2 separate regions of the Mus musculus genome follow, and region 1 is linked to region 2. The links are chromatin contacts, called in public promoter capture Hi-C maps. All regions are on one chromosome and are shown on one strand. The core of a region is the stretch at or near the end of the contact, and the rest is flanking DNA. Distances in the headings are between cores, read along the strand shown.

Evidence for each region. Capture Hi-C pulls out chosen DNA fragments and counts their contacts.
Region 1: a promoter capture Hi-C map of adipose tissue shows a contact between it and region 2, with 5 times the contacts expected there. The contact joins the promoter of 4930546K05Rik here to the promoter of Jhy in region 2. A contact is called at or near these places in 2 of 39 promoter capture datasets (the 3T3-L1 cell line and liver) and 1 of 9 other capture datasets (adipose tissue).

The regions. Positions count from the first base shown.
Region 1 is chr9:42,207,032-42,211,651 of GRCm38.p6, forward strand. 4930546K05Rik (RIKEN cDNA 4930546K05 gene) reads right to left here and starts at 2,200. Exons shown (of 7, transcript NR_040754.1): 1 at 2,122-2,200.
Region 2 is chr9:40,961,613-40,966,297 of GRCm38.p6, forward strand. It overlaps Jhy (junctional cadherin complex regulator), which reads right to left and starts at 1,422. Exons shown (of 9, transcript NM_001357360.1): 1 at 594-1,422.

The DNA of each region.
Region 1 (4,620 bases), core at 950-3,449, 1.2 Mb after region 2:
GGGGCCTAGGCAATGCAGCCAGCAGCTCTCAGCTGACTTCTCCCTGTAGGAGGAAGCAGGCATGAAGCCTGCTCCATAAAGAAAGAGAACACAGAGTGGCTCTCTTTCCCCTTGCTTGGCCTTCGGTGTGCTTTCTAAAGGAGTATTGGTTGAGAGAGAATGAGCTGATGCTGAGATTAATAACTGAGGATGCTCTCGGAGGCCCTATAAGCTTTAAAAATGCTTTACAGAGCTGGGCACTGAAGAGTAGACGAGAAGAGCCCATCTTAATCAGCAGTGTGAGTTTAAATTTGGGGCTCTCTGGCAAAGTATCTGCAAGGGCCATTAGCTTTCATTAATTATACCATAAACAGAATTCTAGTGGAAAGAGCCACTGGTTACAGGAGGCAGGATTGGGAAGGTGGCTCAGGGGTCTTCGGGTGACAGTGGCACCCTGGATCTGAGTACACAGCTTTCCTCTGAGTACAGAACAGCCACACGGACCAGCTGCATTTCCAGGGATGGAGAAGGACCCACAGTCCACATCCCAGGAGATCATCATCTGCGATTTCATCAACTCTGTTGTCAAGCACAAGGGAAAGAATAAAGACCCGTTTCTGTTCTTTCTTTTTCTCTTTTACAATTTCAGCTGAACTGGTGGGTATCTGCTCACTCTTGTGGATGGTGGTCTCGGGACACTTTCAGGTTATTTTTAAAAAGGTGGGCACTCACTGAAAATGAGCAGTCTGCTTTTGTATTAATTTTGAAGACCATCTGTGATTGATTTACTAGAATGCTAATAATATTTTGCTTTCCTATATTTTCCTTCAAGAGCCTCCTAAATGTCTTCCCTAGCCTTATGCAATATGTATATGTATGTATATATGTATGTATATGTTTATGTGTATATGTGTGTATGTATGTATATATGTGTATATGTGTGTATATGCATGTGTGTTTATGTGTGTATGTATATACATATGTGTGTATGTTTATGTGTATATATGTGTCTGTATAGGTGTGTATATGTGCATGTGCATCTATATGTATATATGGCTATATTTGGATATGTAACTGTATATGCATATGTATGTGTGTATGTGTATATATGTTTATGTGTATATGTGTATATACATGTATATGTGGCTATATGTTTATATGTAACTGTATGTGTATGTGTGTGTATATGTTTATGTGCATATATGTGCATATGTATATATATGTCTCCATAGCTTGTCTGTAGAGGTCATTGTCACAGGTGGTACATGATGATAGGACTTCATGGTGGCTCCAGTTACAGGGAGCCAACCTTAGAAGCAAATGTTCTTCTTAAACCTAGTGTTGATGTGAGGGGTATCTTCTTCTAAACACGACTGTGCGTCAGCTTTGGGGATTTGTGTTCTGGGGTACCCTCTCTACCTCAGAAAGTAGAGTCAGAGAAGAAATGAATGACTGGGCTTCAGGGAAGCCATTAGGCAGCTACCGGTGAGTGTGGAGCCAGACACTGTGCTGAGGTCTCATTTTCTCCATGTCAGTGACTGTTGCACTGCTGTGACTGTGATACTGGACAGAAACTGCCCAAGGAAGGCAAGGTTTGCTTGAGCTCAGGATTCCTGAGAGTTTTAGCGCCCCACAGTGGGGAAGCCAAGGAAGAAACGCTCAGTCTGTGTCGGTGGGAGCATGTGGTGGGGCTCTCCACATCCGGGAGGATTAGAAGGCAGAACTCATGGTAGAACAAGCCAGGCCTAACCTTCAAAGGCCCACTCCAAGTGACTCACTTCCTGAAGTTTGGCTCCACCCTCTAAGGTTCCACAGTCTTCCACAATAGTTCTGCTGCTTAGAGAAGTGGGCCTGGGGAAGACATTGCACATGCGAATCATAGCATACTACATAGCAGTTCTGTGGGGAGGTGAGCATTAGAGCCCATCACAGATAAGAAAGCTATGGGTTAGAAAGGTAAACAACCTCTCGTTAGTATGAGGCCAGGATCTGAATGCAGATCATTTTATATAATAAATTGAATGCTTATACTAGGTACTGTAGTTTCTAGAAAGACATAGTTAGGAAGCATTTGGAAATTAATCTACCCCTGGAAGCAATCATCTTTTGAGTCAGAAGAACCATTTCCTGTCTCTAACCCACCTTCAGCTCCAGTCATAGGGCCCAGTTAGGGGCTCTTCTTGACACATTTTCAGTGAGCACTGAGGCTGAGAGGTTTTGTTGACTTAACTAGATCTAGAATCACCATGGAAACACACTTCTAGGTGTGTCGGGGGAGGGGGGGATTGTAATAGATTAGGTTGAGGTAGCAAGTTTCCCCGTAGATGCAGGCAGTTCCATTTCCTGGAGTCCTATAGAAGTGGGGAGCTAGCTAGCTGCTCATCAGCGTTCACCTGTCTCTGCTTCCACACTGGATCTACAATCTGGTCACCATGACCACCAGGTTCCTCCAGCATGATAGACAGCGTGATAGACCTGCCTGAAACTGTTATTCAGAAGAAACCCTTCACCTTGCTTTTTCGGTAACTTTGTTGCAGCAACAAGAAAACTTACCAATATGGTAGCTCTTGGTGTTAGCAGGAGCCTAACTGCTTAAAAGACTGAGAGGTTTGCCCAAATAAAGAACTTATCCCAAGGGCCTGAGCAGCCAGGAGGGTGATTCTAAGTAAACAGGTCTCTTAGCTCTGGGACTTTGTCATCTCACCGAACGAGAACATGGAATGAGTCACTTTGTGGTATCTTTCCACTCCTCTCTTGGCACCCCTGTCACATCCATGTGGTTCATTCAAGCAGCTTGTGAAAGTACCATTCTAGAACCATAGTTGAATGAACCACATACTTGGCGCTGTTTGTTTGGCTGGCCCACTTTCCCTTACACTACCACTTACAGCCATATCTCTGCATGGCCACCCACTACTGGCCTCCCTTCACCCTCCTATACCTACTGCCGAAGAGCAAGATGGGATCAGAGTCCCTTCTCAGGGAACAGAGCCTGACGGCTGGACCACTAACGTGTGAATTTGTGAGCCAGTTACAGATCAGGTCTTCAGATAGAAAAGAGGCGAGTTACAAAGATAGACACAGAGATGAGTCAGAAGCAGACTCTCTCCTTCTGCTTCTACTCTCCTGCCTCCGGCCCTTGTTTCCAGACGCATCCTGTTTGCCACTTTATAATGAAATTCTTTTGTTTTTCTGTAGACCTGCCTCTGGTTTCTGCACTAGCAACAGAGGATTTGGACTTTGTCTGAGCTTTGTGAGTTAGTGGCCTACCTTAACTTGTTCTTTGAAGTCCTGGTGTTAGGTCCATTTTCCCTGTAGGCAAATTAATTTTGCTCAGTCCAGAAGCAACAGTTTATCTCTGTATCTATTTTCACAAGGTGAGAGAGAGGCATGGATCAGCAGTGCTGGGAGATAAACAGCCGAAAAGCAAATGTACTGTAGAGAGCGAGCATCCATTATCCTGGATAGTGATCGATGGCTTGTTAGCTGACTGGTTTGGTTTTTTTTTTTTCTTTCTTTCTTTCTGCTTCCTGTCTGTGCAGCCTATAAACCTGAAGATGGGAGGAGAACAAATCTTGTACATAGAAGTAGTTGCTTTTCTTTATGTCTCCAGAAAGATGTTAGCTAAGAAGACAGAAAGTCTCTGCTGGTGTCAAATCAAATGGGAAGGAGAGTGAGCTGGAGTGAGAGAGAGCAGCTCAGAAGTGGGGGTGGGGGTGGGGGGTGAGATAACGTAGCTGCAGGCTCTTGGGGCCTGCATGCTGTATCAATATTTCAGAGCACAGTAGGGCTGTGGTCCCCAGCCTCCTCCTTTGGATTTCCTAAATGTAATGCACGGCAGGGAAGCAGCCATGTGGCACATGTATGCCTTTCCTAGGCAGCTATAACAAAACACCACCAGCTAGGTGGTGGCTTTGTTTTTAACATTTATTATTTTATGAATGGGAGTACACTGTCTTTCAGACACACCAGAGAGGGCATCAGACCCCCCATGACAGATGGTTGTGAGCCACCGTGTGGTTGCTGGGAATTGAACTCAGGGCCTCTGGAAGAGTAGTCAGTGCTCTTAACCATTGTCTCACTGTCTGCCTTCACATCCTCCCCACTGTTTATCTGGCTCGTGTCCACCTCTCCCCCTTCTTGGAGTAACATCAGTTTTACTGGATGAAGGACTTGCTGTGCTGGCCTATGACTTCACCTTAACTAATTATACCTGTACTGAGCATATCTCCAAATGAGGTCACATTTTGAGATACTGTAGATTTGGTTTAGGAATCCAACACATCTTCTGGGGCTGGGGAGTTATAATCATTTGAGCTTAACTCGAAGTAATGTGGGTATCGCAAGGAGTTCAGGCGAATGCAGTGGCGCTGATGACCTTCAGAGAAACACTTGTTTTCAAGACAGGATTTCCCACAACAGACTGAGCTGGCCTGGAATTAACGTGTAGGCCCGAATGACCTCACCCATGTCCCTCTAGCCTCACAGCCTACCAAGGTCTGGGATGACAGGCATTTGATTTTGCTTTCTGTTGCTGTGATGAAACATTCTCACCAAAAGCCCATCACGGACGAAAGTCAAGGCAGGAACTCAACATAGGAACCTAAAGTAAAAACCACGGAGAATGTTGCACTAGCTTGA
Region 2 (4,685 bases), core at 172-2,671:
TAATTGTGAGCAGTGCTTTTTGGTGGCTTTATTTCAAATGCTCAGGGCAAGTGTGTGTGTGTGTGTGTGTGTGTGTGTGTGTGTGTGTGTGTGTGTACACATCTTGTTCAGCAGCAGCCACAGATGCACTCAGACAGGTTCATGGCTTACCATTTACAAAGTAAAGGAGAGAAAAGCATGGCTTCCCCACCGTCACTGTAATATACAGACTGTTTCTTTCCCAGACGGATATAAGCAGGCTCCAGCATTTAGAAAAGGCTTTTGCTATCCAGGATGCTGCTAGAGAGGAGTGTACAACCAGGTGGCCATTATATGGAGATCAACCTCAGCTCAGGGTTAAACGACAACCATGTGACAATAACGGTTTAAAATGTTCAGGAAACAAGGTTGGTGAATGCTGGTAAGCTAAGCACTTCAGAGGGGGAAGGAGGAAGACCAGGCATTGGAGGGAGGCCAGTTTGGGCTGCATGAGACCCTATCTAAAACAAACAAACAAACAAACAAACAAACAAACAAACAACTGAAACTGTTTAACAAAAGGTCTGTGAATCCTGTCTCAGAGCGACTCAAAGCAGAGGCTGGCTGTCACCTACCTGGAATAGGTGCTACTCTTGAGTAGGGGAGGCTGGTCTGCATTTCAGCTAGGAGTCGAGGTGTCCCTTGTTAAGTATGTAGGAGTGTGATTCCAAGGGAACTCTCAGGGTCGCCAAAGGCTCCTCTAGTGACCCATGAGATGGTTTACAGAACAAGTGCTCTGAATCAGCACAGGACTGGAAGGTGATTGCCTTCCACTGCTACCCAGGGTTTCTCTTTTGGTTTATTTTCTCTCTCACTGCCTTTATGCTGTAGTGTGTGTGTGTGTGTGTGTGTGTGTGTGTGTGTGTGTGTGTGTCACTGCCTTTATGCAGTAGTGTGTGTGTGTGTGTGTGTATGTGTGTGTGTGTGAGAGAGAGAGCTTTACCACTGGAGGCTACGCTCAAATTTGTTTTGACTGGCTGGCTCATGTTCTTTTGACAAATCCAGTTTTTAATTAAAAATACCTTGACCTGATTCCTGTTCCTTGAATTATTATTATATTGACCTTGTTGCTAGGGTTTCCAAGGACACAGTCTGCTCCTTGGATGAAAGCACCTTTACAAACATGACAGACAAAAGGTAGCGCTCATACTTAAACAAACATGAGCCAGTCTCTGCTGAACTCCAAGCTCCCTTAGTAGACCAATATATCATTGCCTAATTTTCAGTTAGTTTGCCTGCAATCAGTCTCTGCTTTAGTATACACATTGTGCTCTGCCACATTTTAATACCAATTTCCTTTTGCAGGATGATTTTTAGAGAGCAGCAAGCATGAAAACATTTTAAATCTAAATCTCTATAAACACCAGCTTTGTTATTTAAAAGCTCACTGTACTTGGAGTCTTGAAAAATAAGCTGAAAAAAAAAAACCCTGAAAAAACAGGGAATGTGATGTAGCTCACTGCTAGCACATTTATGATGAATGGGGTTTAATCTACAACTCCAGCAAAGCGGGGGTGGGGGAGGTAGGGATGGGGTAGGGGGTGATGTTGGGGAGGGAATCTCAGTTCATTTAGAACTGTTTTTCATCAATAATTAAAATCATTCATTTTGTCTTTTCTTAAATGAGAACCCAGGATTTCTTCGTAGTAATAAAGTAGTGATAATAATGTAGTTGTTGTTGAGAGAGTAGAAGAATTTGTGAAGAATGTGAAAGAACAGAGCGAAATATTCCCCCAAATTGGGTTTTCTGTGGCGGCCTGACCTTAAGGGGGTTAGGGGGAGGAAGAGAGTTATAGAAAAAGAGCTGATCACTCGAATAAATTTAGTTAAGTGGGCTATATTTCACGAGTAACTAACTCGCTAGTGATGCTCCGTACCAAAAGAAAAAAAAAAAAAAAAAAAAAAAAAAAGAAAGAAAGAAAGCAACGGTTGGGCCTTAGCGATTCCTGACCAATCCACTTCTTAGTAAACAAGGAAGGCATGGGGCAAGTCCTCTAGGGACTAAGAAACCACCAATTCTGGATCCTGCTAAGGTCTTCTGTCTCTGCCACTGGTTGGGGTCAAATCCTCTAGGGCAGGGAACAAGGAGGCCCATTTAGGATGAACAGTGGATCCAAAGTTGCCCTTTTTGGAACAGGTGGGGTGCTGCCCCATGGGGATCGCAGGGTTTTCGCCCGTTGTCTCTTTCTAAGGGTCAGGAAAGCTGCAGGGGGCGTTTGAAGGTCCACAGGTGGTGGGTTGGAGACCGGGACAAGGGGCTGGGGACAGGGCTGCTCAGCCTGGGGGGTCGCAGCCCTGTCTGGGCGCGGTCCTTCCTCCCAGACCACAGACTGTGCCGGCTCCCTCGCGCCCACCCCTGAGTTCTCCGTACAGCCCGCCCGCGCGGCCCCTTCCCACCCGCCGGGAACCGCCCGTCACCTGCCGGCACCGCTGGGCAGCCGCGCCCCTGGCCCCGCAACCTCCGCAGCCCCGGCTCCCCCGGCGGCTCCCGCCCCGCCCGCCGCTGCCTGGAGACGGTGGCCAACACCGCTCGCTCGCTCGGGGCCGCGGGCCCAGCGCTCCTCAGCTCAGCGGCGGCGCGGGAGACCCCGGCTCGGCTCGGGATGCTCAGGTCTAGCCAACCCAACTCTGCGGAGGAGGAAAAACAGGGAGAGAGCCCAGCATCGGTGATGCTGCTGGGGTAGGAGAAAGGAGCCAGTTAGTGAATGGAAGGGAGGCAAAAAGAGACAAGGAGAGGACGGAGGGAAGAAAACAAGTGGCCAATAAGCATTTGCCCTTTATTGGAAAGGAACTTAATTCGTTAATAATCAGAAGAGGGGAAATTAAAGCCACGTAGGCGAGCACACTCACCACACGGTCATCTTAGGGCGAAAAGTTGGCCATGTGTTGGTGATGCCACCTAGGAGTCTCAGCACTCAGAGGGAGTGGCTGAAGGATCTGTACTGTGAAATCCTGCCCTCAGAGCCAAAACACCCGTAGGAACAGAGAGTAGAGAAACACGCCTGCTCCAAGGGCCAAGTGTATAAAAGACATAAGGATGAAGGACTCTTGGGTGTGTGAACTAGCAGCACTTTGGATTTGACATTGTCTGGGCTGTGCAGGCACTCCTTAGTTCCTAGTGACTCAGCTTTAGACATTCACCCAAAGGAAGAATGTGTTTTTATGCATCTTGATAGCATGAATTTGAAATGTCCTACTCGGGTTCTTGGATTTGAACACCTGGTTCCCAAGCTAGGCCTGGCCTTTGAGGCTTAGAGCCTATTGCTGAGTTCTCCTCTTTCCAGTGATCCAGGGTGTAAAGGGCTTGTGCCACGCTGGTCCCTTAGACTTGGCCATGCCTTTTTCACCTTGATGGACTGAAACCTTAAGCCTAAATGAGCGTCTCTTCTTACTGTCGGGCATTTTGCCACAGCTTTGAGGAAAATATCTCATACGGCATCCAAGCTGGAGAATGTGGGAACATAAAAATTAAAGACGAGTTTACTAAAAATTTCCTGGGTTTGTAGGCATGCACACACAGCAAAGCTAAAACTTAAAAAAAAAAAAGGCCAAGTAGACTAGAAATTTATGTAAGATTAGGAGATTAGGATCTGATCAGCTGTAGAAGGTATGGGGAACAGTGCTTTTGATACAATATTTCTTGACTTTAGTGGCTGGTGCTCTTTTTAAATACTTCTTTAAGGCGTACATTTATAGTGTGTAGTATGCCTTACTGTCAAAAATATTTTCAAAGACAAAGAAAGGACATGCTGGACATTATAGTCCCATTAAAGACATAAGTAAATCTAAATAGCTAACTACCTTCCAAGTAGCAAGCTATCTACAGACCCATTGCTTCACTAATAACAGAAGACAGGAAATTGGAGAACAACCTCATACCTAATGTCACCACCTTTCAAACTCGTTCTTATTATAGCTGATTTTCTGCCTTTGCTTTGACAGCGGGGACCTTTCCTATACATGCACAGTAAGACCCTGTCCACTGACAAAATTAAAACGAGCTATCTGAGGAGTTTGTGTTATTCTGCCCACTCCGTTGCACAACTTATAATTACAGGAGCTTCAAACATGCAGAGGAAACCCACGCTAAAATATTCATTCTCCAAGGCAGATTCTGGTGTGTGTGTGTGCGCGCGCACGCATGCACGCAGGCTGTTCCTAGGAGTCAAGTGAGAACCATTCACACCTGCCCACCTTCTCAGCCACACTGGTCAGCGCAGGTCGCTGCTGCGATTCTTCAGGTCCTTCAGTTGCTTTCTGCATCATCTGGAGAATGTTCCTTCTGGCTTTCTTTCCGCAAGTCAGGGACCTTGTGGGAGTCACAAGTGCTGAGATCCAGCAGTTACTGGAAGAGACACCCCACCCTCTTAACACAGGACCCCTGAACTTGGCCCACCTACCCCCTGTAACAGCTATCCTGCTTACTCTTTGGTGTAACTAAAGGAATGAGGAAGGTTGAAATAGGAAGCACCAATGATAGGCTGTACCGGGAGGTCAGAAATGGCACTTGTTGTTCTAATGGAGATAAGTTAATATGAAGATATATTATGGAGAGTTGAGAAGGAGAGACACTTCTCATGGGTTCAGTGACCATGGGCAGCATCTCTGGCCGTTATGGCTGGAGGAGCCCAGGGATGAACCTGAAATCATTATCCTTGAGAAGCCAG